Regions from separate parts of the Sus scrofa genome. Here all the other regions are linked to region 4. Evidence: chromatin contacts called from public HiChIP or PLAC-seq and promoter capture Hi-C data. All regions are on one chromosome and are shown on one strand. The core of a region is the stretch at or near the end of the contact, and the rest is flanking DNA. Distances in the headings are between cores, read along the strand shown. Region 1 holds the start of CWC15 (spliceosome-associated protein CWC15 homolog). Region 2 holds the start of MAML2 (mastermind-like protein 2). Region 3 holds the start of ENDOD1 (endonuclease domain-containing 1 protein). Region 4 holds the start of CEP57 (centrosomal protein of 57 kDa). Region 5 holds the start of SESN3 (sestrin-3). Region 6 holds the start of CCDC82 (coiled-coil domain-containing protein 82).

What was found. Promoter capture Hi-C pulls out the DNA fragments that hold promoters and counts their contacts. HiChIP or PLAC-seq counts read pairs in DNA pulled down with a chosen protein or histone mark.
Region 1: a contact with region 4 is called in a promoter capture Hi-C map of liver, with 8 times the contacts expected there. The contact joins the promoter of CWC15 here to the promoter of CEP57 in region 4. A contact is called at or near these places in 2 of 5 promoter capture datasets (fetal liver and liver), 3 of 47 Hi-C or Micro-C datasets (heart right ventricle, liver and skeletal muscle) and 2 of 2 datasets of contacts at active chromatin or transcription factors (alveolar macrophages and skeletal muscle).
Region 2: a promoter capture Hi-C map of fetal skeletal muscle shows a contact between it and region 4, with 3 times the contacts expected there. The contact joins the promoter of MAML2 here to the promoter of CEP57 in region 4. A contact is called at or near these places in 3 of 5 promoter capture datasets (fetal liver, fetal skeletal muscle and liver) and 2 of 2 datasets of contacts at active chromatin or transcription factors (alveolar macrophages and skeletal muscle).
Region 3: a contact with region 4 is called in a promoter capture Hi-C map of fetal liver, with 5 times the contacts expected there. The contact joins the promoter of ENDOD1 here to the promoter of CEP57 in region 4. A contact is called at or near these places in 1 of 5 promoter capture datasets (fetal liver), 3 of 47 Hi-C or Micro-C datasets (heart right ventricle and skeletal muscle) and 2 of 2 datasets of contacts at active chromatin or transcription factors (alveolar macrophages and skeletal muscle).
Region 5: an H3K27ac HiChIP or PLAC-seq map of alveolar macrophages shows a contact between it and region 4. The contact joins the promoter of SESN3 here to the promoter of CEP57 in region 4. A contact is called at or near these places in 1 of 5 promoter capture datasets (liver), 3 of 47 Hi-C or Micro-C datasets (heart right ventricle, liver and skeletal muscle) and 2 of 2 datasets of contacts at active chromatin or transcription factors (alveolar macrophages and skeletal muscle).
Region 6: an H3K27ac HiChIP or PLAC-seq map of alveolar macrophages shows a contact between it and region 4. The contact joins the promoter of CCDC82 here to the promoter of CEP57 in region 4. A contact is called at or near these places in 3 of 5 promoter capture datasets (fetal liver, fetal skeletal muscle and liver), 7 of 47 Hi-C or Micro-C datasets (embryonic fibroblasts, fibroblasts, heart right ventricle and 4 more) and 2 of 2 datasets of contacts at active chromatin or transcription factors (alveolar macrophages and skeletal muscle).

The regions. Positions count from the first base shown.
Region 1 is chr9:27,045,141-27,049,628 of Sscrofa11.1, reverse strand. CWC15 (spliceosome-associated protein CWC15 homolog) reads left to right here and starts at 2,349. Exons shown (of 7, transcript XM_005667244.3): 1 at 2,349-2,492; 2 at 3,734-3,872; 3 at 4,467-4,488. The coding sequence starts at 3,742. It also overlaps LOC100513807.
Region 2 is chr9:28,370,813-28,375,266 of Sscrofa11.1, reverse strand. It overlaps MAML2 (mastermind-like protein 2), which reads left to right and starts at 2,285. Exons shown (of 4, transcript XM_021102335.1): 1 at 2,285-4,454. The coding sequence starts at 4,069.
Region 3 is chr9:27,131,566-27,136,416 of Sscrofa11.1, reverse strand. It overlaps ENDOD1 (endonuclease domain-containing 1 protein), which reads right to left and starts at 2,378. Exons shown (of 2, transcript XM_005667250.3): 1 at 2,010-2,378. The coding sequence starts at 2,309.
Region 4 is chr9:27,810,437-27,815,182 of Sscrofa11.1, reverse strand. CEP57 (centrosomal protein of 57 kDa) reads right to left here and starts at 2,239. Exons shown (of 12, transcript XM_021062690.1): 1 at 1,996-2,239. It overlaps FAM76B (protein FAM76B), which reads left to right and starts at 1,765. Exons shown (of 11, transcript XR_001298742.2): 1 at 1,765-3,359; 2 at 4,184-4,248.
Region 5 is chr9:27,277,489-27,281,813 of Sscrofa11.1, reverse strand. SESN3 (sestrin-3) reads left to right here and starts at 2,609. Exons shown (of 10, transcript XM_003129758.5): 1 at 2,609-3,037. The coding sequence starts at 2,960.
Region 6 is chr9:28,405,543-28,409,942 of Sscrofa11.1, reverse strand. It overlaps CCDC82 (coiled-coil domain-containing protein 82), which reads left to right and starts at 2,593. Exons shown (of 9, transcript XM_021062697.1): 1 at 2,593-2,677.

The DNA.
Region 1 (4,488 bases), core at 1,100-3,599, 770 kb after region 4:
AACTGAGGGCAGAGAAAGGGAAAATAACTTGCCTGAGGTTATAAAGCTAAGAAAGGGCAGATCTAGAATTCAGAATCAAAACTGTCAGGCTATAGAGCCCTTTCTCTTAATGACTTTGCTCTGCTGCCTCTCAGACAAGAAACAAAGCAATAAACAAAATAAAATCAGTAGTGCTTAGTTCTGTGAAAAAATAAAACAGGATGATATGATGGTATTTGTGTGTTGGAGGGATGGGGGTGCAAATGATGAGAATGTCAGGGGAAACCTGAGGAGGAGATATCTGAGTTGAGACCTGAATTATAATACAGCTACCTTGGGGCACAGACAGCAGAGAAAAGCTAGTGTAAAGCAATCTTGATTGTAAAACAGCAATGCCTGGTTGGCTACAGCTAGAGTTTAGTGTATAAGAGAATGACCGATTAGAAGTGAAGCCAGGGAGACAGATAGGAGCCAGACCTAACAAGCCTCAAGGCACATTAAGAAATTTGAGGAGTTCCCATCGTGGCACAGCGGAAAGAAATCCAACTAGGAACCATGAGGTTGCGGGTTTGGTTCCTGGCCTTGCTCAGTGGGTTAAGGATCCGGCGTTGCTATGAGCTGTGGTGTAGGTTGAAGACAGGGCTCTGGCGTTGGCCGGCGGCAGCTGTAGCTCTGATTGGACCCCTAGCCTGGGAACCTCCATATGCCAAGGGTGCAGCCCTAAAAAGACAAAAGGTAAAAAAGAAAGAAAGAAAGAAAGAAAGAGAGAGAGAGAGAGAGAGAGAGAGAGAGAAAGAAAGAAAGAAAGAGAGAGAGAGAGAAAGAAAGAAAGAAAGAAAGAAAGAAAGAAAGAAAGAAAGAAAGAAAGAAAGAAAGAAAGAAAGAAAAGAAAGAAAGACAGACATTTGAAACTTGGAGCAGCAGATTAAGGATCTGGTGTAGTCACTGTAGCAGGTCACTGCTGTGGTGGGAATTCAATCCCTGGCCCAGGAACTTCCACTTGCAGTAAGAGCCGGCCAAAAAAAAGAAGGAAAAAAATTGGTTTTTAATGCAGATTTTTATGCAAGAGAGTGACACTACCTGACTCACTATTTTAAAAGATCACTCTCACTGCTAGATGCAAAACTGACTATAAGACAAAGGAGACAGTTACACTCCAGGCGGAAAATGATGGTGGCTTGGACTAGGGTAGTAGCAGTGGGAATGAAATTTAGGGTATATTTTGAAAGTAGAATTGGTAAGACTTGCAAATAAGTTGGATGAGACAAGTGAAGGAAAAGGAATCTAAGAGGAAACCCTGGGATTTGGGTTCAAGTAACTAGTATGATGGTAGGTAGTGTCCTTTACTGAGATGTCTAAGACTGGGGGAGTAATACCTTCCTAGAAAAATCAAGACTTGCATCTTGAAATTTACAGGGAAGGGAGTTTTTCTACCCTTTTGTTTTGTTCATTTTAGAGTTCAAAGAAAGAATTCTGAGGGGGGGAAAAAGCTTTTTTATGTTCAATTTTAATGAGCTCTTTACATTTGAAACTAAGCTAAGGGAGTTGGATTTTCATTTGTTTAAGTATCTATTGAGCCAAAGACTATGTGATTAGATATCACGATAACCACGTTAAACTGACCAAACAAGATCCCTGCTCCCACAGTGCTTTTGGAGGTGTAAGAAGGACAATTGGTGATTTTTTTCCCTTTCCTGTTCGTTGCCTTATTAAAACTTCACCTAACGCATGAGTAGCCATCTTATAATTGCATCTAGGGCTCCTGGCAGTTGGGCCCACCGTTCTAAACGTTCAATGTCGGTTAATGAATGAATCTCTAATAGTGACATCTCCCCTCCCGCTAGAACTTAGGCTTTAAAAAAAATTACAATTTTAACAGTCAATACGAATACAACCTTTGCTTTGAAGACTAACATTTTTTGCAGGAATGGTACCTTTATAAAGATCGTGGTTGCCCCCGTACATATTTGTTCTTTCTTCATATCCAATTAAAAGAAAATACTAGTCTTTCCGTAGCCCAACTCTCTAGGCTTGCTGGGTCTAGCTCAAAGATTAAGCAAGCAGGAGCCGTTGGATTTAAACCGTTTGGTATAATCCTTTTCTACGCTCTCTCTCCTTCTCTCTCGGTAGCCGGGGACGTGGTGTCGGCTACCCGGGGCTTTCCGTCCACGCAGTACCGGAATGAAGGCGTCTGGGAGGGGGTCGGGAAAGGAAAAGACGGGAGAGACATTAAGTAATTGGTTCTCGAAGGTATAAAATGATGTTTAGGGTCTACTCAAAGCACCGATTTCAAACGCCCGCCCCCTGGGCTGTTTAAGCCCCGCCTCTTGCTGTCGTCACGCCGACTTCTCCCTTGGCCTCTGCCGATTGGTCCCTGCCTCCGCCCCTGAAGAGGTTAGGGTTTGCTTCCGGGTCTTGGGCTTTGGCCCTGGGCGCAGGGGTTTCTGGGAGCCGAGAATCTAAGTGGTTTCTGAATGATCTCCGGAGGCTGGTGCGTTCGGACCTCGGCCAACGTGAGCTGCTGGGGGAAAGCAGACTGGGGGGGGGGGGGGGGAGGACAGTTGGGGGCGGACGCGGAGAACCGACTGCAGGCAGAGGAGTTTTCCGGAGCGGCAGCGGGTTGCGGAGCCCAGCGCCTGTTGGACTGGGGACGGCCAGTCCCGGGCCGGCCGCGGAGAGCGTAGCGTGAAGGTAGCTCTACAGGCTGCGTTAAGCGGGTCTGGGCGCCCCCAGCCCCTCGCCAAATCTGGCACGGGTGAAGAATCGCCGGGCTTTCCGATGACAACCCGAAGGTGAACTCCCCAGAACCCAGAGTGTAAATAACGATGGTGTGTGGGAGGCGGCGGCGCCCCCAGCGGCCCGGAACCCAGTTTCACCCCCACTGGATATATTCCTCTCCCTTTTTTGAAAATCTAGAGAAGTATGCCAGCTGCCCCAGACACTTGCTTTTCCGACGCTTGAGGGAGGTTTTAGTAGCCACATCGGCTGTGCAGTGTTTTTTAGTTGCTTAAAAGCAGAAGTAACATAAGGAAGGAGTCCCTGATTTGTAGTTACCAGAGTCCCGTGGGGGTGGGTTCCTGTGTTTTGAGCATCCCTTAAATTGTAACTTGCAAAAGTTATGATTTATATTATATTGGCTGCTGTAGGATAAAATTGAAACAACAAAAGATTGTTGGGGAGCTTTGCCAATGTAACTGTCGTCGAAGTTGAGCACACTTCTTCAGGACCTTCAGTATCTGTCAATGATTTGTTTTTTTAGATATCTTCTCTGTTTTTGTAGCTGCTAGCCTCTTTTCTGCAGTGTGAGGTTTAGATAAAATGGGAACCTTAAGGAGTCTGGTGGAGTAAGGTTGAGTTGAGATTTTTTTAAAAACTGAGACACGGCAGTACTGTATTTTTGCAAGGGCTTTGACATGTCAAGTCTCTTAATTTCATGATAATCCCATGAGGAATAGTCCCCATTTTACAGATGACGGAAACTTAAGCTAGTTGGCTTGTCCAAGGCCACAGAGCCAGAAGGAGAACAGGAACACAGTCTCAGATCTTCATGACAGAACTTTTTGTACTAAATATCTGCATATTCCCGCTACACCCTGAGCTTCACTGTTTGTTTTCATGAGAACTTTTGAGATCATTTTAAATAAGTTTTGGGGAATAAGTTAGGGAAATTTTTTCCCAAGGATGGATATTGATTAATACTTTATAAAATGATAGTTTGTTATGTTGAAAGTAACTTGGCACTTTTTCTTCAAAGCATAAAAAATGACGACGGCAGCTAGGCCAACTTTTGAACCTGCAAGAGGTGGGAGAGGAAAAGGAGAAGGTGATTTGAGCCAACTCTCCAAGCAATATTCAAGTAGAGACCTACCCTCTCATACGAAGATAAAATATAGGTAATGAAGCCTTTTATTTTTTTTTTTGTTTCACAAAGGAAGACCAAATCTGTTAAATGGTATGGTCATAAGATAATAGTGTTTACGTTATTATCACTTAGTAATCTATTTTCATAGGAGTAGAATGCATTAGTGTTTATAACACTAAAATCATGCGCTATGATTGTAAAATGCTACAAGATATTCCTTAAGCAGAAATTGCAATTAACTGGGAATTTCCATAAGTAGATGGAGCAATAGCTGATACATTATCTCAGAGGGACGTGCACTATCAGCACTAATCAATATGAGATTAAGAGTATTATTGTAACAGAGCCCTGAGTTGACATAGTTACAAAAAGTAAGGACATTTTAATCAACCTGCACCCTTATTATGGGAAAGTATGTGATTTAGCTTGAGGTTCTTGAAATATCAGAGACATCACAGGAGCCTCTTAGTAACCCTCAGATTAGGATAGTGATCTTGTCCAGTTTCCCTAATGGGACTTTATGTTTCAGGAACTCAGGACAAAGTTGCTTTTCACAAGCTGTCTTCTATGACTACAGCCGTGTGTTTTTAAGAAGTATTTTTGCCCTGGTTTGTTTCTGCTTTAGACAGACCACTCAGGATGCCCCC
Region 2 (4,454 bases), core at 1,036-3,535, 560 kb before region 4:
AGGAAACGCTAATAGGTAGTTTTGCTCATGTCTGAGGTCACAGCAACCTAGCAAGCTTCTTCAGTGGATGTTTGGAGAGTACAAGAGGCTTTTGTGTACATGATAACACCAAAAGAATGGCAAAGAGACAGGCTATCAGGAAGTGAGAATTTGCATGGATCACAGGGCCAGAGGCACATAGTGTAGAAGAAAATAGAAATGTTGAAAAATTGGAATTAACTTTTGCGGGTATTATGATATACTGTATTATTTTATCATCATCATCAAGAGCATTGATTTTACATAACAAGAGTAGTTTGTAATTTATAAATCTGACATGTCATAAACTTTTTAGATCTGAGCATTTATTACTGTAGTGTTAAATGCTTTGTGTCAGGTAACCATGGATGGCAGAGATGATGAGGAAGACAAATAGACAAATAAAAAGGAATGCTTGAAAAAATTCATAGGGCTATACAGAAGCATTAGGGTTATAAGAGGGAACAGTTCCATAAAAAAGAGAAAGACAAGGAAAAAAGTAATGTTTATTTTATTGGCAGCTGGATGTAATTGACTATTTTCTCACTTGTCTGCTCCCATATTCAGATGAGTAGTTCTATTCACTACTCATTTCTTGGAGGTATTATAGGACTTAGACTCCAGCATGTTGATTGAAGTGTAATTACAGCCCTTGAGCTATTTTGGGGATAGTCTGGTTTCCCTGTAACTCTTTTCACACTTGATACTGAGGCAGCAAGCCCAGTGGTTAAGAGAGCATAGGTTTGAAATCAGTCTTGAGTTCAAGTCCTAATCTGTTACTTCCTAGTTAGTTTAATGTAAATAGTTTTGATTTTGATGAGCCTCAGTTTCTTCATTTCTGGGTGGAGTTAGTAATACCTCTCCCTCAGGATTTGGGTAGATTAAGGGAGAAATCAGGGAAGTACTGTGCCTGAAACTGAGTGTAAATAAATAGTAACTGATGTGAATGGAAATGAGGATGTGGATGATGACGTCAGCTTGAAATCAAATGGCCATAAGTTTAAATGTGTATAAAAGACATTGTAGAGGAGTGTCCTACACCATTAGAATATAGAATGAAAATTTATCAAATTCTTGCTTGACCAAGTTCTTAAGGTATGTCCCTATCTAGCATAGAAATCAAAGTTTATATAAGAGTTGCAGATTTGACTAAGGACTCTGTTATTAATCAAAACCCATGCTATTGCAGGACTGTACAGTGAATGGTAAGTTTTAGATTTAATTTTTTCTCTTTTGTCAAGTATTACTGCTGGATATAAAGTGTCAGGAGTGGTAGAAAGAAAGTAATGTCTAATGGATGCACCTTTAAAAAAATGTAATATGATCGAAACTCATTCACTTTTTAATGAGGAATTCTTTTTAATAGAGGGAATTCTCTATTCAAATTTGCATACCCAACAACAATATATTTCTGCCTTTCTTCTTGAGTGGTGAGGAACTTAGCCTTGGAAGAGACAGATAAAATATGTTCCAATGAAAAGTAGCAAAGTTATATGCCATCAGAATGCACTTGTTCCTGGTTCCAAACTAACATTCCAGGATTTGTGAAAATGAAATGGACCAATGTAGGCCAGCCTAAAGAGAACTAAACTATAGATAAATCCAGTCTTAAAATGTTTGCTTTGATTTTGCCCATTCATTTCTCTTCAACTCAGTTTGAAGTAGGACCGTGTTATTGAAATGGCAGAGTTGGTTTAGATTAAAAAAGCCCCATTGCTTGAGACCTCAAATTGAAATGACTTCCAAGTTAGGATACATAGAACATTTATGGTCCTGATTATAATAACAGTGTGCTCATCTTAATTTATTCTCCGTAACTGACAACAAACAGAATTCAGTATACTTTTGGAGACCTTAAAGGTAGGATTGTCTGAAGAGGGGACAACATTCAGTGTCTGAGATTTGGTTTGTGTTATTAAACTTCTTGAAACTACTGCTAACGGAATGATTTTCCTCATTATAGATGTAAATCGGACAGCTGTGGAGACCTCAGATCTTGCATTTTTGGTTCGTCGTAGGCAAACTTGTATTTTCAAGGAAATCTTTTTTTTTCCCCTTCTAGAACTGGTATTGGTAATTTCACCATGGTAGAGTATTTTATTTTTATTGCTACTGATTCGCTCGTAATCCCCTATTGACTTATCAGAGACGCACACCACAGGCGGGCAGGTAGACTGACACTCTCCTGCCCTTTAGGAGCTGAGGGTGCGAGTTCCTCTCCCCTCCCCCACCCTCCCCCCCTCCCCGACCCGCGCGCACACACCCTGTGTCTCCCTGACACGAATGAGCGTTTCCTCCGTGCTCACCCAACTCTCGCTAAGGTGCTCAGGGGTGTCATCGACAACATATTGAAAAATGAAAATGACATCCTCGGGGGCAAGGGCGGGGAGAACGGAGGTCTGCATGGGAAAATACATTCCCTGGGCGGGAATTTCTTCAACGTTTCGAGCTCGTGAAGTCGTCGGGTAGAGGCTGGGGAATTTCCCCAGCCTTCCCCCCTCCCCCACCCCCGAGCCCAGTCGGAGGCCGAGCTGCGCGCGCCGCGGAGATGCGCAGGCTTTGGGATTCACCTCTTCAGCCGCTGGGAGGCCCTCTGCGTTCCCCTTTCCCCGGCGCCGGCCGCCTGGCTCGCCCGTGCAGTGGCACCCGCCTTCCACCAGGGAGCCTCGGGCCAGCTCTCCCCCCGCCCTCCGCCCCCCCACCCCCCTCTGCAGCTCGCTGGCTCTCTCTTTCTCCCTCTGTCTCACTCTCTTTCTCTCCCTCTCCTATCGGAGCACAATGAAAGCCTGTGTATCGCCGTGACTCCGGGCAGCGGAGCCAGTGTCAGCCAAGCGGCGAACAACAGACGGGAAAGAGAAAGGAAAAGACCAGCTACTTTCTTTTCCATCTCTAAAGCGGAGCAATCCAAGAGGTAGAACCACATTGCTTATTGAGAGTCCAGACCCTCAGATCCACTGGCCGGGGATGGAATGTACAAAAGTGGACAGAAAAGTGGCTGGACATGACTCGGTGCAATTTGCTGGAAGTTTGTAAGTTTGACCATCGTTTGTAAATTACTCTCGGAAGAGTTTGTCTCTCTTGATACTGTATTAGAATCGAGCCGGGGGTGAGGAATAGAAACGTAAGCGGGAAAGGAAAAAAAAATGTGTTGAAGGATTCTCTTCTCAGTGGCTAGTGACTTCAGACTGCTTTCATTTAAGGCTGGGAAACCTTAGAGGGAATGAGGATTTTTACCGGTGATTGGATTAGCTGAAGAAAAAAGCATGGTCCAAAAGTCCAATTACTGACATTAACAATTGAAAAGCCGTCTCCCTCTTTGGGGAGAAGACAACATCCTACAGTACCCCCCCCCCCAAGAGGAGAAAACACCGGAGCGAAGGGAAAGGGAGGAAAAATTAAAAGCCAAAAGACAGTCTCTCTTGATTTTTGTACGTTTTGAGCATTGACTTCAAAAAGCGTCTGAAACAGCACTTTAAAAAAAAAAAAAAAAACCTGAGGAAAAGTAAATGCTGTGGGTTACATAGATCATGGTAGAAATGTGTTTCTCTGCAGAAACAACCCCATAAAGAATCTTCGGAAACAACTAGGTGAGGGGGGGGCCAGCTCTCTATTAACACCTCTCTCATTTCCCTTTGCTGTCTGTTTCTGTCTCTCGCTTGACCATCCCTGAATTCTTGCTCTACCCTCGCCCCCCCCATCTTGTGTTTACAAAGTACCTAGTGGCTCTTGTCAGCTTGGTGGGGGGAAAGCCCCCACTAACTCTGGCCAACTTCTCCAGAGCTGTCAAGTGCAATTAGAGTAAGTTGATCAGGGTTTGTTTCCCACTTAGCCTCTGCCATTGGTTTCCATTCTTTCTCCTCACCCTCTTTTTACTAACTCCCCTCCCCCATACCTTCTCCCCGTCCCCCCTCCAAACCTCTGAAGACCTCTATTCATGTGGCCCTGAACACTGAGCGCGCACATTGTCAAAAGCAGATTTGCCTGCAATAACCAGCCATTGCCTCCTTCCCCCTCACCATCCCAGAGGCAGCAATCATTGTGTCCAGTAAGATGGGGGACACAGCGCCCCCGCAGGCCCCCACAGGAGGGTTAGGGGGGGCCCCTGGGGCGGGGCTCCTTGGAGGGGGCTCGGTCACCCCTAGGGTGCACAGTGCCATAGTGGAGCGCCTTCGGGCTCGGATCGCCGTCTGCCGCCAGCACCACCTGAGCTGTGAAGGACGCTACGAGCGGGGTAGAGCTGAGAGCTCAGACCGGGAAAGAGAGAGCACCTTGCAGCTCCTGAGCCTTGTCCAGCACGGCCAGGGGGCGAGGAAGGCTGGCAAACACACCAAGGCCACTACCACTGCCGCCACCACTACAGCCCCTCCACCGCCACCTGCTGCCCCTCCTACAGCCTCCCAAGCGGCAGCGACAGCGGCCCCACCGCCGCCGCCAGA
Region 3 (4,851 bases), core at 1,129-3,628, 680 kb after region 4:
CTCCACTGCCTACAGGACGGTTCTGTCCACTTCCCCTCTGCAGAATGAGCCATGCTCCTTCGGGCTCCTTCAATAACTGCATATAGGGGTCAGCCCCGATGCCCCCAAGCCCTGCTGGACCACTCCTCCACATTGCCGCCTCCCTTCCAAGACTCCTCTCAATTCTGATCTTCTGAGTAGCCCATCATCTACTCCCTTGCACTGGTTGAGCTGCTCCAACCACTCCCTACACACTAATCCTTGAGTCGGCCCCGTAGTGCTCACTCAGCATGTCCCCTCTGCTGGGGGTGTCCTCTTCCTTGTCTCCTCCCTGCACCATGCCTCATCTTCTAGGCACAGCACAAATGTCACTCTGACCTGAAGCCTTACCCCTGTCACCTCCAAGACAGATGAAATCTCATAGGACTTTTTTTACATTTTTAACCTGAGGGTGTTTTGCTCATGTCACAATAACAGCTAGGACTTATGTGCCAGGCACGCCTGAGAGCACTTTATATAGAGGAACTCACTTAATCCTCAAAATTCCCATTATGACCTCTAAGTTGACCTGCCCACATTTACAGTGAGTCCATGGAAGAACTAAGGCCTGATTCCACACGCTGTGTGGCCCTGATCAGAGGTGATGCCCCCTTTCCACCCAGCAGACCAGGGGGGCTCTGAGTCCCAGAACGACACTCTGTCTCCAGCACCCCAATTGCCTGGCACACAGCGGGTACCCACTAGCTGGGGTACTTCTAGATTTAACTCGAGCTCAAGGGGTAGAGTCGGGCACAAACTAACTTTAGATTAATATATGCCTTAAGTGTGCACAGTTTACACCCGACCTTATAGGTCCTGACCGCAACAGGATGTGGAGATGGTACGAAGACAGGTGCAGATGGCTTGAGTTCTGGTCAAGGTCCTTGAGCTAGGGATAACTGAATGTGATGACAGAAATTACAACCCAGGGCTCTGAATGAAACAGCTGGAAGCTGGTCCCCTATTCATGGTGCGGCCCTGGGCAGCCATGGCCATCAAGAACGGGTGAACTGAGTAGTCAGCTCCTTCCCCAGCTAGGGGGCAAGCCAGCCTGGCTGGGTGTTCTAGAGAAGAGGCTTGTCTCTGGAGGTAGACATGTGACAAGAGGTGTTAAGACAGGTTCAGTAGGGTCTCTGGGGGCCTCTTGGAATATTTGGTCACTCTCACCAGACAGAAGTAAAAACGCTGAGGCATGACCCGGTTTCTAAGTGGTCAGATAATGTGGATAGGAAGAGTCAGGAAAAACTGGTTTGTCTTTCCTCTTAGTTGGAGGTAGTCAATGTTTCCCTGCTATTTGTAACTATCCCATTGCATTTCTAAAAATCTGCACCTTCATTCCATTGTCCTAACTCAACACAACTTCAGATCGAATTTACTCAATGTCCCATGCAGAAGGAAAGGTTTTTCAGGCTCAGGTGGCCTGTGCAGAAGGGCAGCGTTTTCCTACTAGGAAAGGCAGTGAACTTCTAGCCAAAAGACCTGCCCATCTCTCTGCAAGTCTCTTCACCCGCCCTGAGCCTTGATCTCCTCTTCTGTAAACTGGGCATGAAAATGCCCAGCCACCCACCCACTCCCACAGAATTGCGGCAGCGACTTGCACCAAGGTCTCTGAGCTCCCAGCCTAGGCTTTCCGAAGATCCGAATGGTTTCCTGAGTCTCGGTCTCATATTCCTCTCGATTCAGGAAACGAATGAGACACTGCAGGTGTCCACACTGAAGTGCAGGGAGAACCCCTTCCCACTGGGGACCTCGGACCCCTGGAACTTAAGCGAAGTCTCGCACAGCACCGAGCTCTGGCTGTGGCTTTGACGCAGGGCGAGGCAGGCTGCAACTCGGGGGCGCGGTGGGGCGGATCGGAAACCCGGTTTCCCGACCTGGCACCGAGGGCTGGGGCTGCCCTTCTGCCCTTCCCCACCCTACCGCTAGCAGTGGCCACAGAGCGCCCCGGGGAGGCCAGCCCAGCGGCCGGGCTCGGGAAGCGCCTCGCTTACCTGCGGCTCCACCAGCCAGCGCTGCTCTGCGCCCAGCGGCGCGGGATGCGCGGCGCGGAACGCCGAGTACACGGGGATGCGGTCCCCGGTGCTGTACAAGGTGGCGAAGCGCTCGGCGCCCTCGGATCGCTGACAGATCTTCACGTGGGCAGCGGCCGCCAGCCCCGCGGGCGGGGTCCCGGCGTAGAAGAAGCGGTTGCATTCGCCGAAGCCGGCTTCCTCCTTGCGCACGAGCCGGCCCTCCAGCAGCCCGGCCAGGGCGAGGAGGCCGCCCAGCGCCAACCAGCGCGCGGGGCCCATGGCGCGTCTGCCGGCCGGACCGGGAGCGCGCGAGGCCGCCGAGCCGAGCGGCGGGGAAATCGGAAGCCGGGCGCGGCGCTGGGCGGGCCGGGCTGGGCGGCCCCGGCGGCGGGGGCGGTCCGCTCCCGGAGGCCGCGCCTCCTTTGCACCCTCCTTCCTGAAGATGGCCGCGCAGGCCAGGGCTCCGGCACCCGGCTGCGGACCAGATCCCCTGGGCTGCACCCGGCCTTGCGCCCCTGGTCCGCGCTCGCAGGCTCGGAAACGGGCGGTCCTCCCGAGGCTGAAAGGTCTGAACTGAGTCGGCTTACTCAAAGGGAACGGGAAGGGACGGTCCCCGGGGCAGGGAGCCTAATAGCCTCCTGAGCTAGCGCGCCCCAGGGACACTCAGGGATGCTAAGGGGCGGCTTGAGAGGACCACAGAACTGTGGCTCTTTGGAGCGGATGGGCGGGGACCTCCTGTGAAATCCGGTGAAAAGCAGTCTCCCGGTCCCCGACAAAACGCTCATTCGCCGGCATAAGAACACAATTTTGATGTAGCTTTAGCACATCTGAAGCCAGGAGATCCAAGAAATCCTGTTACAGGAAATTCCTAACCTAGGCAGATAGTACAGCCTATCTGTGGTTTACTTGGTGCGAAGGTTAGTATTAAAACCCAAACCGGAGTTCCCATCGTGGCTTAGCGGCAACGAATCTGACTAGCATCCATGAGTACCCAGGTTCGATCCCTGGCCTGGCTCAGTGGGTTAAGGAACCGTCCTAGCGAGAGAGCTGTGGTTTTGGTCGCAGAGGCGGCTCAGATCTGGCAGTTGCTGTGGTTGTGGTAGGCGGGCAGCTACTGCTTGGATTCAACCCCTATCCTGGGAACCTCCATATGCTTCAGGTGTGGCCCTAAAGAGACATACATACATACATACATACGTACATACATACGTACATAAATAAATAAAATATAACCAAAACCAAGAAAGAAACACGACAAGCGAACATCCCTGGGTTGGTACCTTTGTTGATTCATTACTTCATTACCTCTGTGTCAACCTGGATTAGGCAGCTGAGTACCATGGTAAACAAGAATAGGGTCCCTGTGGTCTAAAGACTAAGCCTAGTGGGAAAGCTTGTAGTTAATCAAAGAAGCAGGCTATTAAAGGAATAATGAAACACTAACATGGAGCTGTGAAACCTGCCCCTCCAGGGATTCAGGGCATGGTCTGGGAAAGCTGGCCTGCAAAAGTGGCATCTGAATTGAGACCAAGAGGATGACATGATCTAGGCAAAGAGGAAAGCAACCTGTGCCGAGGGGTCTCCCAGCAGGAGGGTACAGGATGTGTTGGAGGAATTTAAGGAAGGTGGGTGTGTGTACAACAGAGAACTGGGGGAAGGGATTGTGAGAAAAGGGGCTAAAGAAGGAGGCAGAGAATCATTCAGGCTGTCATAGGCTGGAAGCTGTCTATTGTTTTTGACGGGATCCACAATGAGAAACAAGCTTCATGCAGTAATACTTATGCTTACAATTGACATTGCAATCTGGTATTTCTATTGTATCCCATTTTATTCCACTTTAAAGAAACATTCTGGTGGCAACCCACAAAGTTTCTATGACCCACTAATGGCTCCTGTCCTGCAGTTTGGAAAAAAAAATATTACAAATCATGTTGGATATTTTGATGTTTCACTGGTGGGGACACAATCAGTTTTGCTTTCTGGGAAGAAATGAGCAGACTGCCGTGGATTAGAATGAATGCAGAAAAACATTAACAGACGAGAGATGGTAGCTTGGCCTAGGGTGGTGGTAGAGACAGAGCCAGAGCACCCACTGGGATATCATATTATTTAATCTTATTTCCCCAGTGTGCTACAGGGGGAACTGGACCAGAGCGTTCTGAGGCTTGCTTTACTAAGATGGCACAAACGGTGAGTCCAGAGCTAGTTTTGAACAGGCCTCTCTGTTTCCTAAGCCTGGCCTTTCCCATAAGGCACAGCGCATCTGTAAGATGAGCCTATAAAATAGGAGCCAAACTATCAGGAGGGCACTGATAGGTTTCCAGGAGAATGGCAGAAGCGCCCCCCCCACCTCCCGCTGCCACACTCACTCCCTGGGAATGAAGCCATCAGAGTTGGACAGCAAGAGACAACAGTCTACAGGAAACAACTGCCTGCAAAGATTAACCACCTATAAAGATTAACTGCCCCCTGTACGTCAATTCCTGTTGTTGCACTTCACTGGTCGTGAGACTCAGACTCCAATCATCTCTCATTGTTCTGATTTTTCCTTTCCCCTAAAATTTTCCTGCCACAATCACTTGGTCATGGGACTTGACCCCCCACTCCCTCCCCAAATTGTGGAACCTTCCTTTCATTGTCCTTGCCACGAGTTCCTACCATAGACCCTCACCACAAATGCCCACTATGGCCCTTTTTAGGACCAAATTCTTCTCAAAGTCAGTGCTGATGCTATCCTGAGCTCAGCCCATCCTTCATTTCAGACGCCTTAGTCAATCTCTCTCGCTTTACTGACTTGGCCTCGTGCATTCCTCCTTCGGCA
Region 4 (4,746 bases), core at 990-3,489:
GTTGATTTTATTATCAACTGTTTATTAAGTTAAAGTGCTTTTTAACCTCTATTGGAAATGCCAGCCTTATTTCTGACAGGACAATAGTGTCTTAGCAGGGCCATTTCTTATACTCTGATAAACTAAATTTAGTCATTTTTGTTTTGAGACATAGTGACCTCCAAATTAGACATTTGATGCAGCAGGTCAAGTCATTATACTTTGATTTGTAAAGGATCCTAGATATTCAGAGCAAATTTCTCCATATTTAGAATCCACTTACAGCTGAGCTTAGCATATTATATATATATACACACACACTATATATATATATATATACTATGTATATATATATGCTTTCCTAGTAAACATTCCATAAAATTTCTGTCCAGGCTACCTTAAAGACTAATGGTTAACCACATCCCAGTAACCACTCAGCTAGATGGCCTTGGCAGAATTCAGCTCAATTCAACATTCATAGGAATTTTCCTTGCTTAGTTTCCAAGTGCTGTTTTGAGAGCAATGAAAAGACCCCCATGCCAATTATCTTTACTTATCTTTTCTCCCAATTAAACTGAAGTAATAATCACAGCTCATATCCCATCTATCTACTGACACTTAATAGTCTTAACAGTTCCTCTTTCATCTTCTCATTTACTGACCTAATTCCTGAATAACTCCAATTGCTTCATTCATTCCTTCTTCTTAATCTTCCCTGATCTCTTAATTAGCTACCCTCCTTGTGCTGAAACCCTGAGGATCACTCTGGCCTCATTATCACATATCACCAAAAGCTGAAACAGGAAAAAGTGTCTTTTCACCCAGGTGACTCTGCTCTTAGTAACCTTTCCCTGTTAACGTTTACGACATTACCTTACTACCTTACCGTGATATTCTCCTGCCTTCTCCCCTCACCATCCCTCTCTTATTTTAATCTATTTTTACAATTCTTCCTAAGGGACTCTACACCCACACTACCTCTCTGCTCATTCCAAATTTTTTTCAAGGTTTCTGGAAGCACCTATTGTCTTGGCACATATTCCAAAATGCCTGTGGTGCTTTGTTCTCCTTCCTTTTCTGTTCCTGGGACAAGCATTTGCGAATCCTTCACCACCCAACTAGCTCTCTCTCTTCTCTCCCCAAGCAGTGCTCATCACCCTTGGCTCGGTTTTTCCAGCATGGTGGCACTTATGAAACAATACTGTGTATTAATCTAACTACGTGTAGATTCCTTCAGTGTTTGCTCCTTCAGAGGGATTCTGCTGTATTCATCTGTGCAATCCTAGAGCCTTTTAAAAGTACGCCAGACACTCAGCATTTGCTGCATGAAGAGATAATGGCTCTAACTTGAGCTTCTTCACATTCACATTCACTTCCCATCTATTCCCAGAGCGGCGGGTACCAGCCCAATTCAACAAAATACTAGTAACAGGCTTGTGGCTCTTGCGGAGGCCAAAACAATATTTAAGATCAGCTCCTCCGGTCGCCTCTCTAAAACGACCTTTACACAGAGGTCATCGGAATAAGGAGGCGGTGGGATGAATGCAGAAGGAAGAACAAAAGGGAGGGAGTACTGCTGGCAAAGCAATCAGCAGAAGCACTGGAGACTGGATTATTCAACAGCTGCCAATTAAGGCAACTAGAGCGCCTACCTGGTCTCGGAGCGCTTTCAAGCCTGGCCGTTACACCCACGTGACCCAGGAGCCCAGCTTTCGCAGCACGGGGTGCGTTGGGTAACCATCCCTGCGGGTCCCAGCAATGAACGGCCACCTGGGCGGTAAGCAGAAAGGGGCAGGGGGGAGAGACCCGCCGGCCGGCCGGCCGGCCGCTTTCAATGAACGGTGCAGCCCAGGCAGAAAAGCGGTGGGCGCCGAGGTAGCCCGGGGAGATGTAGGCGCCCCGCGCCGTTCCCCAGAACGGGTAAGATGCTGAGCCGACATCGCTCTGAAGGGTGAGGAAGAGCAAAGGGGCGCCAAGACCGAGACGGGACCTATTCGAACGTCCACCGCTTCTTACCGAGAATTGAGAAGCCGAAGTCTCAGAGACCGACGCTGCCGCCATCTTCGTGCCTGCCTAGCGGACCTCTGCAGTCCCGGAGCGGCCCGGGTGCGCGCGCTGTTCTTCAAGCTTCGAGAGCCGCCCGCCAGGGACGACCCTAAGCCAAACCCCTGATGGAAGGGGCTGGGGTGCTGGTGCCCGGCCCGGAAACCCCTGCCACACACCCCCACTTGGACGCCCGCGCTCTGGAGTGCACACGGAAAGGGCAACACGTCCTAACGGACGCCCTGGTCAGCCAATCAAAAAGGCGAACGTCTTCAGGTGGTAGGAGAATCCGCCCCTTCCCTCGGTGACGTCACAAGGTAGCGCGTCGCAAGGGCTGCGCGGGCGCGTAGCGCCGAGGGTTCCCAGGCCCTTCTGACGGGGTTTTGCATAGGAACGGACTTTCTCGAGGGAAATAGATGGGCGAGGGGTTGTGTTGTTTCATTGGCAACCGAATACAATGACTGAAATAAAAGCGAACGCGAAATTCAAACACTCCATGTCTTCCCTTGGATTAAAGGCCAGAGAGAGCGTGAGTTTCACTCGGGGACGCCTCTCCAGGTGAAGTACTCACCTTTCGGCCAATTAAAAATAGAATTGGGAGGGGCTTAAAAATTTGGTCCAATGGAAGTCAAGGAAAAAAAAAGAATAGGGGCAGAGAGTAAACCTTAGCAAACAACTGCCCAATTGGATTGGGAAACTCCCAACCAAACCTGGGACTGGCTGCTAGAAATAGTCGCCACCGGGACCTTTGGGCGGGGCAAGTTTAAAGTGGATTTCGCGCGCTGAAAGCGTCGCGCTATTATTGGCCAGCGACTTCCTCCCTTTGTGGGAGCTCCCAGCGTAGCGGGGGTTAGGCCTTGGGCGGAGCGGCCTGGTGACGCTGTAGCCTTCCCAGCCAATCAGGGGTGAGAAAGGGAAGCCTAGGAGGAAGCGGATCCGCTGCCGCGCTGCTAAACCGCAGCGAACTATCCTCTTCGTCTTCCTCCGCCGCTCTCGGGCCTAAGCGGGAGCGGCCGGGACGGCGTCACTGGGTGGGCTGGGGCGGAAGTGGAGGCGGAGGGAGACGGCGGCGGCCGCAGGGCCTTGGGCTCTCGCGGCGAGGGCCTGGTGGGCGCGAGGCAGGGGGAGGGGGAGGAGGAGGAGCCCGCAGCCCAAGCGGCAGTGGCGGCAGCGGTGGCTGCGGCGCCCGAGTTTCCCGTAGGGCTCCGCCTCGGAGCGGGCGGCGGTGGAGGAGGAGACTGAGGAGCAGGATGGCGGCCTCGGCCCTGTACGCCTGCACCAAGTGCACCCAGCGCTATCCCTTCGAGGAGCTCTCCCAGGGCCAGCAGCTCTGCAAGGTCCGTGGGCGCTGGGCGGCGGGCGGGCGGGGTTTCCTCGGCGGTAGCCCGAGCGATCTGGGTGCCCGTTGCATTGCAGCCCCTCTCTTTTCGCCGGCGCCTGGGATTTGGAGCCCTCGCCTCCTCACCCAGAGACCCGGTTATCCTAGAACCTGGGCATCAGCTGGGAAAGCCCCCGAGAGGACAGAATCCTACCCTCTTCCAGGAGGCCCAGAGGGTGCCGTGCGCCAGCAATGTTGAGGGGTCTTAGGGGTGGGGCTGAGTGAGGCAGCCACCTGTCTATGCCGCAGAGACCCCGGGGTGGAGATGTTTTCATCTCGGTTTTCTTCCTGGTTTGTCCTGTTCTTCCAACGGGAGGCAGGGGACGGTGTTTGCACTTTCTTGCTAGGAACCTGAAGCCGCAAAGCTGATGGCATCCTTCTTCCCTGTCCAGGAAAGCGAAGCGTCTGGCTTGGGAACAGAATGCTCTAAGATTTGGAGCTCCTCCCATCCCATTAAAGCCGGGATGCTGTCTGTGAGCAACGGTGCACAATAATAAGTAGTTTCACATTTAACCAATCCTTGGGATCGGCTTTGACAGCTTTCTTAATTTATCTGTAGCGCGTACCCCTCACATCTAATAAAGACAAAGACATCTATGCCTTCCCTAAGGAATTATGCTGTAATTGACCACTTATTTGGTAAATCACTTAATTGTCTACGTTGGGGGACAGATTGTATTGATGTTTTAGGCATTTGACTAGAATGGGTAAAAATTTTCCACCAGAAAAGTGAAATTTGGGACTTTTCAGATAGAGACTGACTAATATATTGTCTTATTACAGGAATGTCGGATTGCGCATCCTATTGTAAAATGTACTTACTGCAGATCAGAATTTCAACAAGAGAGGTTTGTATACTGAACAGTTTTTGATTGTTAAAGACAAAATATTGTCTCTGAGGAGTATGTGGGGGTTGCAGTCCCATATTTTATTAAATTTTTTTAATAAAATGGTTTAGTTTCTTGAATTTTAAATCGTGAACCTTTTAGACATTGTAGGAGAATATTGACAAAAAATTAACAGGCATTTTTACACCTAGACTTTATACAATAGGAAATAAAAAATAAATTATTGCATGGAAAATATACAGCCTTGCTAATGAAAAATGCAAATATAAACAGTTGCTATTAAGCTGTTAAAAAAAAAAAAAAAGCAGAACATTAGTGCTGACATGGACCTGAGGAAAGGTCTGTAGTGTCACCAGCTACCTTCCAGGGGAAGAATCTAGTAACTTGTTACCAGTGGAAGAACAGCACATGTTTTAATGGTGTGATTCCTGTTAGAGTGTCAGTGCCCGCACAAGACAGTAGCCTAAGAGAAGAAGAAATAATTTCTTCACAAGTAGG
Region 5 (4,325 bases), core at 1,360-3,859, 530 kb after region 4:
CGAACCCTGGCCTCGCTCAGTGGGTTAAGTATCCAGCATTGCCATGAGCTGTGGTGCAGGTCACAGAAGCAGCTCAGATCTGGTGTGGCTGTGGCGTAGGCAGGCTCCTGCAGCTCTGATTCAACCCCTAGCCTGGGAACTTCCATATGCGGCAGCTGCAGCCCTTAAAAAAAAAAAAAAAAAAAAAAAAAGAGTTGCTGGATTGATGATTTCAGGGGTGGGACATGGACACATATGTCAGGGTTCAGTGGTAGAAATGTTACAGCTCAGTACATGGCTAACTGCCAAATAAATGACAGTATAGACAATGTTATAAAAGTTTGGAGGATGTGGGGGAGAGGACCATCATTTGGTGAAAAACTTAAAGGACTTCATGGTGAAAAGATTTTAGCTGTTAAATAAAAGGAAAGGTGAAAAAAACTATAGGATAGAAAACAACTTGAAGTTCAACTACTGTTGGAGAATATTCCATCTCTGCACAAAAATTTACCGCATCCTTCGACTTCTCCTTTCCTTCAAAATGTATTCTCATCAAATCTGCTTTCCAAGCCAGGAATATAACCCAAGAAATGTACCAGTAAATGGGGACACATATGTGTTTCAGTTCTTAGGACAACTGTGCCTCTCTAACTTTCTCCCTGGATTTCTTGGTTCTCTGCCTTGAAGGGTAGGTAGTCATTTCTCCCTCTGCTGAATGTTCTTGCGTTTAGTTTCTTCGAACTGAATATTATGCACCTTCCCCACACCATTGCTATTCTGGGCTCTATAAAGCCACCCAGCACCAAGAGAACTTTAGCTATCACTAGTTAAATGCATCAACACATTTACCCAACCACATAACTTAGACCCTTTGGGGGTTTTCCAGGCTATTTTAATCTGTTTAAACCTGACACTGGCAGATTTCCATTTCCTTTGTTCCTTGTGTAGACTAGGTTTATGCCTGTTGGTCTCTAAAAGGAACAGAGAGGAGGCAGCTGTCGAAAAAATGAGGAGATTGGCAGTTTTAACCACACAATTTGCTCTAATAGCTTTGATATGCTAAACTTGCTAGCTCCTCCAAGTGTACCTTTCTGATTTTGCATCACAACACCACACTGAATCCCTAAGAAAACCGGGGTCGTTTTTTTAAATTGAAAAGGAGAGGAAGAAAAGAAGCCATTCTTTTAAATCATCTTCACAGATTCCTTCTGCCAACTGCAGGCCTTCACAAATCCTCGCACACTGGAGACCTTTAAAAAAGGAGAAGCCGAGAATACTGATCGAGTTCTAAAGAACGAAAACAGGTGATGTCAGAACGCACAGTCCTCTGTGGTCCCAGCCAAGGCCGGGTGGGGAGCTGGGGCTCCAGTGAGCACGGAGCTCCGCGCCAGTGCGCAAAGCAAGTTATCTCCGGGGACGGGAGGACACCGGTGAGGACCGGGCACCAATCAGGTTCTCTCTCGGCGCCTGCCTTTGTTCTCACTGGGGAGCAGGTTTCGGGGTGTCTGGCTTAGGGAACCCGCTTTCGATCGGCATGCGAGTCGCTACCCCCTCGGGAGACCTAGCTCCCTACTCGCCTGTCCCCCACACCCTGCCAGCCTGAGCTTTCCCCAATTGCATCTGCCTTCTCTCCCTTGAGCGTGAACGCCAAAATCCTGAATCCATTTTTAGCTTTGGGAGAGGCCGGTCCAGCCCAACAGTTTTAAATGGCAATTTGTTCTCTGAACCTTCGTTCCCAGGCAGGGTTCTGTGCTCTGCGTTTGTCTAACCAGCTGCCCCTGAAGGACTATCTATCAGGTGAAGACAAACCTGTCTCTTTGGCCTTTTCGTGCTGGACAAATACAGGAATTCTGTTGCTGCGAGACTGCGGGAAAGGTCTTTAGATGTAGAAGGAAACCGTTAATTCACTGGTTTTGTGTCTTTCCCCTCCTCTAACTCGATTAATGGCGTAAATATACTTAAACATTTATCCCCCACCCGCTGCCGAAGCCTCAGGTAACTGGTCTTTTGCAAAACAAGGATCACGATAAATGATGCATAAAGTTCTTTGAGATCCTTGGATGCAAAGTGCTACGTGACTGCAGTCTTCCTTACAGCTAAGCTAAGATTTTGGCCGAGAGAAAGCCTAACCACAGCCCTGACGGTATGAACGTTTTAGCTCCCCCCACCCCCAGCCTCTTTCTCAAGAAATCAGGAAATATTTAGCTCTATCTTAGAACCACTAGCGAGCTTTAGCTCCCAGCTCTTCATCTCATTCCCTCACCATTTCTGCAGGGGCTGTGGTTTGCCTTAGGAAAGGGGCTGGTCTTCCAGTGATTATTTGCATATGGCACACCCTCTTCCTCCTATTGGAGAAGCCTCACAAACTGTATTCCCTCCCACCCCACTACCTAACTAACCCGCCATCTCCCTTCAGTTCAGAGCCTCGGAGACAAACTTAACTTGCCCGGAGATTCGAGGCGTCCTCGCCCTACGTGATTGGCCGGAGCAGCTCCCAGCCGTGCTCTAGTTTCTTATTGGCTGGGGGCTGGCGCCCGGGGGGCGTGGCCGGAGCTGTCCGATTGGCGGGAGGGGGCGGTACCGGAGCGTGGAGGTGGTGAAGGTGGTGGTGAGGCGGGGGCGGGGCCGCACTGAAGCGCTGCGGCGGCGGTGGCGGCGGCGGCGGCAGCGGCAACGGTGGCGGCTGCTCGTCCTAGCCTGGCGGGGGCGGGGGTCTGGAGGATGAGGGCGGGTGGAACAACGGGCCGGTGAGGAGCAGCCGCCGCCGTCTCCGCCGTCGCTTAGGCATCCGCCACTGTGATCGCTTCGGACAGCCACTCGCTCTCGGGCCGTCGCCTCCCATCCCGACATCCCGCCCGGAGGAGGCTGAGGTTGAAACGCGGCCGGTGGCAAGGGAACTGTCCGGCCCTGGAACGGCGCGGGCGGCCGCAGTGACAGCCCAGCCCCGGCCCGCCGTCCGCCCTCGGTGCTTGCAGCCAAGATGAACCGGGGCAGCAGCAGCCCGTCGGCCGCCGCCAACTACCTGCTCTGTACCAACTGCCGGAAAGTGCTGCGGAAGGTACGGGCTCGGCCTGGGGTCCGGCCGGAGAGGGGCGCTTCCTGCCGGCCGCGGCTTGGGCTGCACGGCCCCGGGGCGCACTCTTGGAGCGAGGCTCAAAGGGATCCCGGGGCACCTTCCCTACTCCGCGACCCCAAAAGGGAGCATGGGTTGGGAGTGGAGGGTTTAGCCTGCTGCTGCTTTTGATCTTCGTCGGGATAGACACTAGTCCCCTGGGGTTGGGATTGGGGGGTGGGGGTGCCTGTGCTTTTTTCCTCCGTTCACCTCCCTACCCTGCAACCCCCGGCCTGTTCTTCGGGCGGAGGGAGGGACGGACCTGTTCGATCCTCCTCTGGGTACTTTTGATGGAGATCGGTGTGAAATAAGAACTGCCTGGTCTGGTCCCGAGGAACCTGACTCCCTCCTAGCTATGCCTAACTCTTGCGGGTTTGTTTTTTTTTTGTTTGTTTGCTTGTTTATTCGGTTGCTTCTGCCTTCCTTGCGCGCTCTCCCCTAACACCCTCTTTTTACGTTCTTTTGACGGTCGTCTAGTGGCTACAGTTCGATCCTGAAAGGAGCTGGTAAAGCAGCTTGAACTTTTATACCCACGGGAAATGCTATTCGCCCTTACAGTTCCTCAAGCTGGGGTTGGGGGAGGAGGACTGGTTGGACATGAGTTAACCCTTTTTAGCATTTACACCCCCCACCTCCAGCCCCCTGGTGTTGCTCCAGAAAAATCAGACGCACAATCAGCTTATTTCTTCCCAGAGCGGCTGATAGAAAGTTTACTTCAGTATTGTTTAGCTTCCTTGGCTTAATCGCTCCGTTAAGGGGGGGGTGTGTGTGAAAAGATGTCGCTTTAGACGAGAAAAGCTTTTAATCAGAATTTAACAGCCGTCACTGGGTAATATTACAATCAGTTTATTCTTCTCCAGACTCAGATTTTACATTTCATTAAGTGGAAACACTAGTTGAGGTGCTTCTGTTTGTCCAGTACAAATGAATTAAAATTGCTGAGCTGTGCAAATGCATCGAGACTGAAAGACCGAGAATGAATACCGCACCGTTTTTAGTCAGTTTCTCTAAATACAGTTCAATTGGGATTGTTCTTTATATATTAAAAAAAGAAAGAAAGAAAGCATGTAAGTAAGCAAGCTCAAATATTTGCTCTCTTTGTCCAAAAACTGTTTTTCTTCCTCTGTGGGTCAGGCCAAGTGCCAATCAAAGTTGTTTTTCAAGCCTCTTTTCCCTGCAGTAGGGCTGCTGCTTCCCCCCCGCCTCCCCAATTTTATTTGAGAGCATGAAGAAA
Region 6 (4,400 bases), core at 1,344-3,843, 590 kb before region 4:
TGCTTGAAACTTTAGGGAATGACACTGTAATGGAAGGGATAACTGTAGATCTACAAAAGTGAATACATATGTACGTGAATTTATACCTATAGAGAATTAGCTTCTGATTATCTGCACAAATAAAGGGGACAAGAGACAGATGCTGCAAAACACATAATTCTCGAACCACTTCAGATACATTTTTGTATTTGTATTTCACAGGACTGTGTCTGGGGATTCAGAACACAAATAAAAAGCCGTATTGCAAAGAGGTTAAGAGTTACGAACACAATTACCAAAACAATGGTAATGTTGTTATACCATTATTGACTTGAGTTTGTCATCTTCTGTTTATTTCTGATGGTGGCTCGAAGTTTACGAACCACCAGTCTATCTGGCAAAATCATATCACCTTGTTGTTCTAGATAATCCAATAAATTTTCAGTCCACTGGAGAGCGGCTGCGTGATTAATATGTTTCTCTGGAATCAGTTCTGTTTCCTCCTCCTCATTTTCACTGGATTCATCTGTTTGGCCTTGTGCTCTTCTGATGATTTCACTGTCAGTTAAGACTTCATAGCCTGGTTCAGTACTGTCCACGTCAAGCCATTTTTCAATGTTCTCAGTAGTCACATTTTCCAATCCTTTGGTGTGCTGTAAAATGGTAGCCACAGCAGCCACTGAGATATCTTCTTCATCAAAGTCCAGGCCTACTTTCTCCTCTATGGCAGGGAGAATCTTCTTCCATGCTCTGCTAATGGTAACTGGCTTTACTAAATTCCACGCCACTGCTATTTCATAAAGTGCATCTAGCAGAGTGAGCTTCTTCCAGAATGATTTCAGGTCATTGCCTTCTTCCAAGTTGTTTTGGAGAAGACCTGCACGATAGTTTCTCTTCAGTGTAGCTATGACTCCTTGATCTGAGGGCTGAATCAATGAAGCCACATTAGGTGGTAAATATTTTGCAAATATTTGGCCATCATCTGATCTCAGGACGTTTTCATTTGGATGTGTTGGTGAATTATCCAACAAGAGCACAGCCTTCTCCTGTAAGCCTTTGGATCTTAAGTGCTCCCGAACTTGTGGCACAAAGATCTTATCAAACCATTGTCGGAAAATTGAAAGATCCATCCATGCACCTTTTTGGCTAAAATAAGAGACTGGCAGGTTTGAAGTGTCAGTTGACTTGAAAGAGCGAGGTTTCTTTGCTTTCCCTACAACACAAAGTTTAAGTTTGTGTAAACCTGTTGCATTGGCACAACACATGACAGTGACTCTTTCTTCAACTGACTTGTGCCCAGGGACTGTGCATTTACCTTTGATTACTGAAGTTCTGGAAGGCAGGCATTTCCAAAACAATCCAGTTTCATCTGCATTGTAGATTTGTTCTGGTTGCAAATTCTCTTGTTCAATAAAGTCTCGAAAGTTGTTACAAAAATCTTCCACAGCAGTCTCATCTCCGCTTAATCTTTCATTTCTAATATTAATCTCTCTAATGCTGTGTCGCTGCTTAAAACGCGTTAACCAACCGGCAGAAGGGTTAAAATCACCATCCATTCCCAAAGCATAAAAGAAGAACTCTGCCCTTTTTGCACAAATTGGCCCAGACACAGGATTCCCTTTTGCTCTTTGCTGGTTGAACCATTCTAGCATTGCTCTGTCCAGTTCCTCATACATGGATGGCTTCATAGATTTCCTCTTGGCCAGAAGACTTGTGGAATCAGAACTGCTTGCATAAGTTATAATCTTTTCTTTATTTTTTCTTATATCCCGTACTGTTGTCTCACCAATTCCATAAATCACTGCCAACTGCTTGGAAGAACCACCATCTTCAAGTTTCTTTATTATATCAAGCTTATCTTTAATAGTCAACACCACACGCTTCCTCTTCCCTGACATGGTGAAGCTCTGGCACTCAGGTACTCGGCCCACACTTACACGGAAGCAATCCACAAAATCCTGCCTTTTCTCACAGACTCACTTTAAAACAGTCTTACACACTAGTTCTTTCAACCTCACCAGGAACCTGGTGGCCCAGACCTCGTCCCCTCTGGGCTTGGCTGGTAAACAGACGGCAGAGGACGATCAGAGGGGAGAAGTTTGAGGGAACAGGCCTTTAACTTTAAATGGGCAGTAGAAGAGGCCCCAAGTCACCGCGGATAATACGGATTACAAACATTTGTTTTATTCCCACAGTGGCCGCAAGAAAGACTATAGCCCCACAAGCCTCCTTCAGGCCCGGTACCAGGTCAACGACCGTCACTAACCCCTGCCACACCCCAAAGTTACGGTGGAGAGCGGAAGAGCCAGGGAGTCGGGACTGGCCCCCTTCCCCAGGGGGACGGCTACGTTTGATTCCTCCCCCAGCCGCCAGCCCCTTCCACTGCAAGCCCCACCTCCCCGCGCTGGGTTTACTGGGCCTGCATAGTCCCCCCGGTCCCACACAGCCCGCCAAGCCCCTCTCCCCACCTCAGTAGGAACCAGGACCCTGCACCGCTCCCTGCCTAACGCGCGGCGACCGCTCCTCCCCCAGCACACGCTCCCGGAAGACGCCCCCTCCCGCCTCCAGGCCCCGCCTCTAGCCCCTCCCAGAGGCGGGACTTCCCCCCGGTCCCCGGAAGGAGGAGGGGCGTCGCTAGTCGGAACAGGACACCTGGGCGGAGGCAGGGGCGGAGGCAGAGGCGGAGGAGGATTGAAAGGTGAGGGCGCGGGGACGACGCGGGGCCAGCTCGGGGCGGGGACTAGCTCTCGCTTGGGCTGCTAATGGTTTATTATAGGGGCAGGGGAAGCCACGCCTCCCCGCGGGCAGGGAGAGAAAATTCCCGCCGGCTCTCTCAGGATGGGCGGGGCGGCTCCTCTGCGCGCTTCGCTACATTCGCGTGCCGCCCGGGCTGAGCTTCAGTGGGTGGGGTGCCAGTTCCTGGCGCGAAGGGGAAGTGGGCAGGACTGATACGCGGAGCCCGGGTGGTGATTTCGCGGGTTTCTGGCCTTTCCAGATTCTTGTTTGTTTTCTGCGGGGGGCCTCACTCCTCTAAGATCTAGGGGTTTGTGACGTCCCGCGAACGTCATCGCGAAGCTCTCTCTGAGGGTCCCGTTTCCTAGCTACAGTGCCCCTTCCTCGTGAGCGCGAGGGGCGGACTGGCCGGAGTGCTGCGCCAGGTGTCTGTGTCCCGTCGAGGAACCAGGTTTGTAATCGTGAAAAAGACTCTGGTGTTAAACTCCCAGGAGGATCTTTTCCTTCCCCGGCCACTCATCCCTGCTGAATTTAGCGAACCATCCTCAGTATTACAGATTTTGAATATTTCTCTGTGCGAAATTGTGGAGTAGTAAACCTTGGTTCTAAATAGAGGTAATTGGCTTTCCTCTCTTTATATGTTTCTTCATATTTTCCTATTTCTGTCTTGTGCTACCCTGGTTTCCAGCCAGTGGAAGAACTATGATACATTATTCACGGCAATGTGATAACATTAAAAAAATCATATTATGTAGCCTTAAAATCATGTGTTGTGCTGGCTTGTTTTCTTGTCCCTAGTAGTTTCATCAGATTGTGAGCTCCTTGAGAGTAGAGACCGTGTTGTTGATGTTTTTTCTAGTAACGCCACAGCTCCAAGCGTGCGCTGGCACGTAGTATCCATTCAGTGACTATTTCCTTGGTTTGTTAAGGTTTCTTCTCCAAACTGGCATATAAAAGGAAACACTAAGGAGGGGAAATGTTTTACAAATAGAATGCATCCCTTCTAGTGGAATTTCAAGAAATGGCTGAGGGTTCCACTGCCCTTAATTTTTTAAGTGTAAACCACCACCTACATTGTTTATAGAGCAAGTCCAAGAATTAATCTTTTCTTGGGGATGAATTAACCTCCAAGTATAGAATAACGGATAGTTCTTCTGATATTTCTTCTAGAATAAAGTGTATTAAGGTGGCACCAAAGTACCCTTTTTAGTTGTAGAGTTACTGTGTTAGAGAAAGAACACAAGCCCTATGGATTATCACCTTTACATCCTTCGGCAGACAAAGTTTACGTGATTTTAACCCCCCGAAGCACAAAGGTGTGATAGTATTGATCTTCATTCACTTATTTAATGCTTTCTGTTTGGAGTGTCTGTTTTTCTCTTTGCCTAAAGGTAAGTTATCATTAAAGAAGCTTGATTAAACTCTCATTTCAATATATTGAGTGTATACTCAGCATATAAAAAATTGCATCCATTTGCATGGATAATTTTCTGAGTGAATTCTAATGATCAAAAGGTGTCTTACCCATCAACCTAGCTTTGCCTTCTCATTTCCTCAGGTTCAGTTCACTCACCTTTCCCTCCGTTATCCTTCTTACCTCCCCATCTCACCTAGTAAAAGTATCCACAATTTAAAAAGAGGAGCTACATATTCAAGTTATCTTCTTTTTCAGTAACAGAATTTTTGAT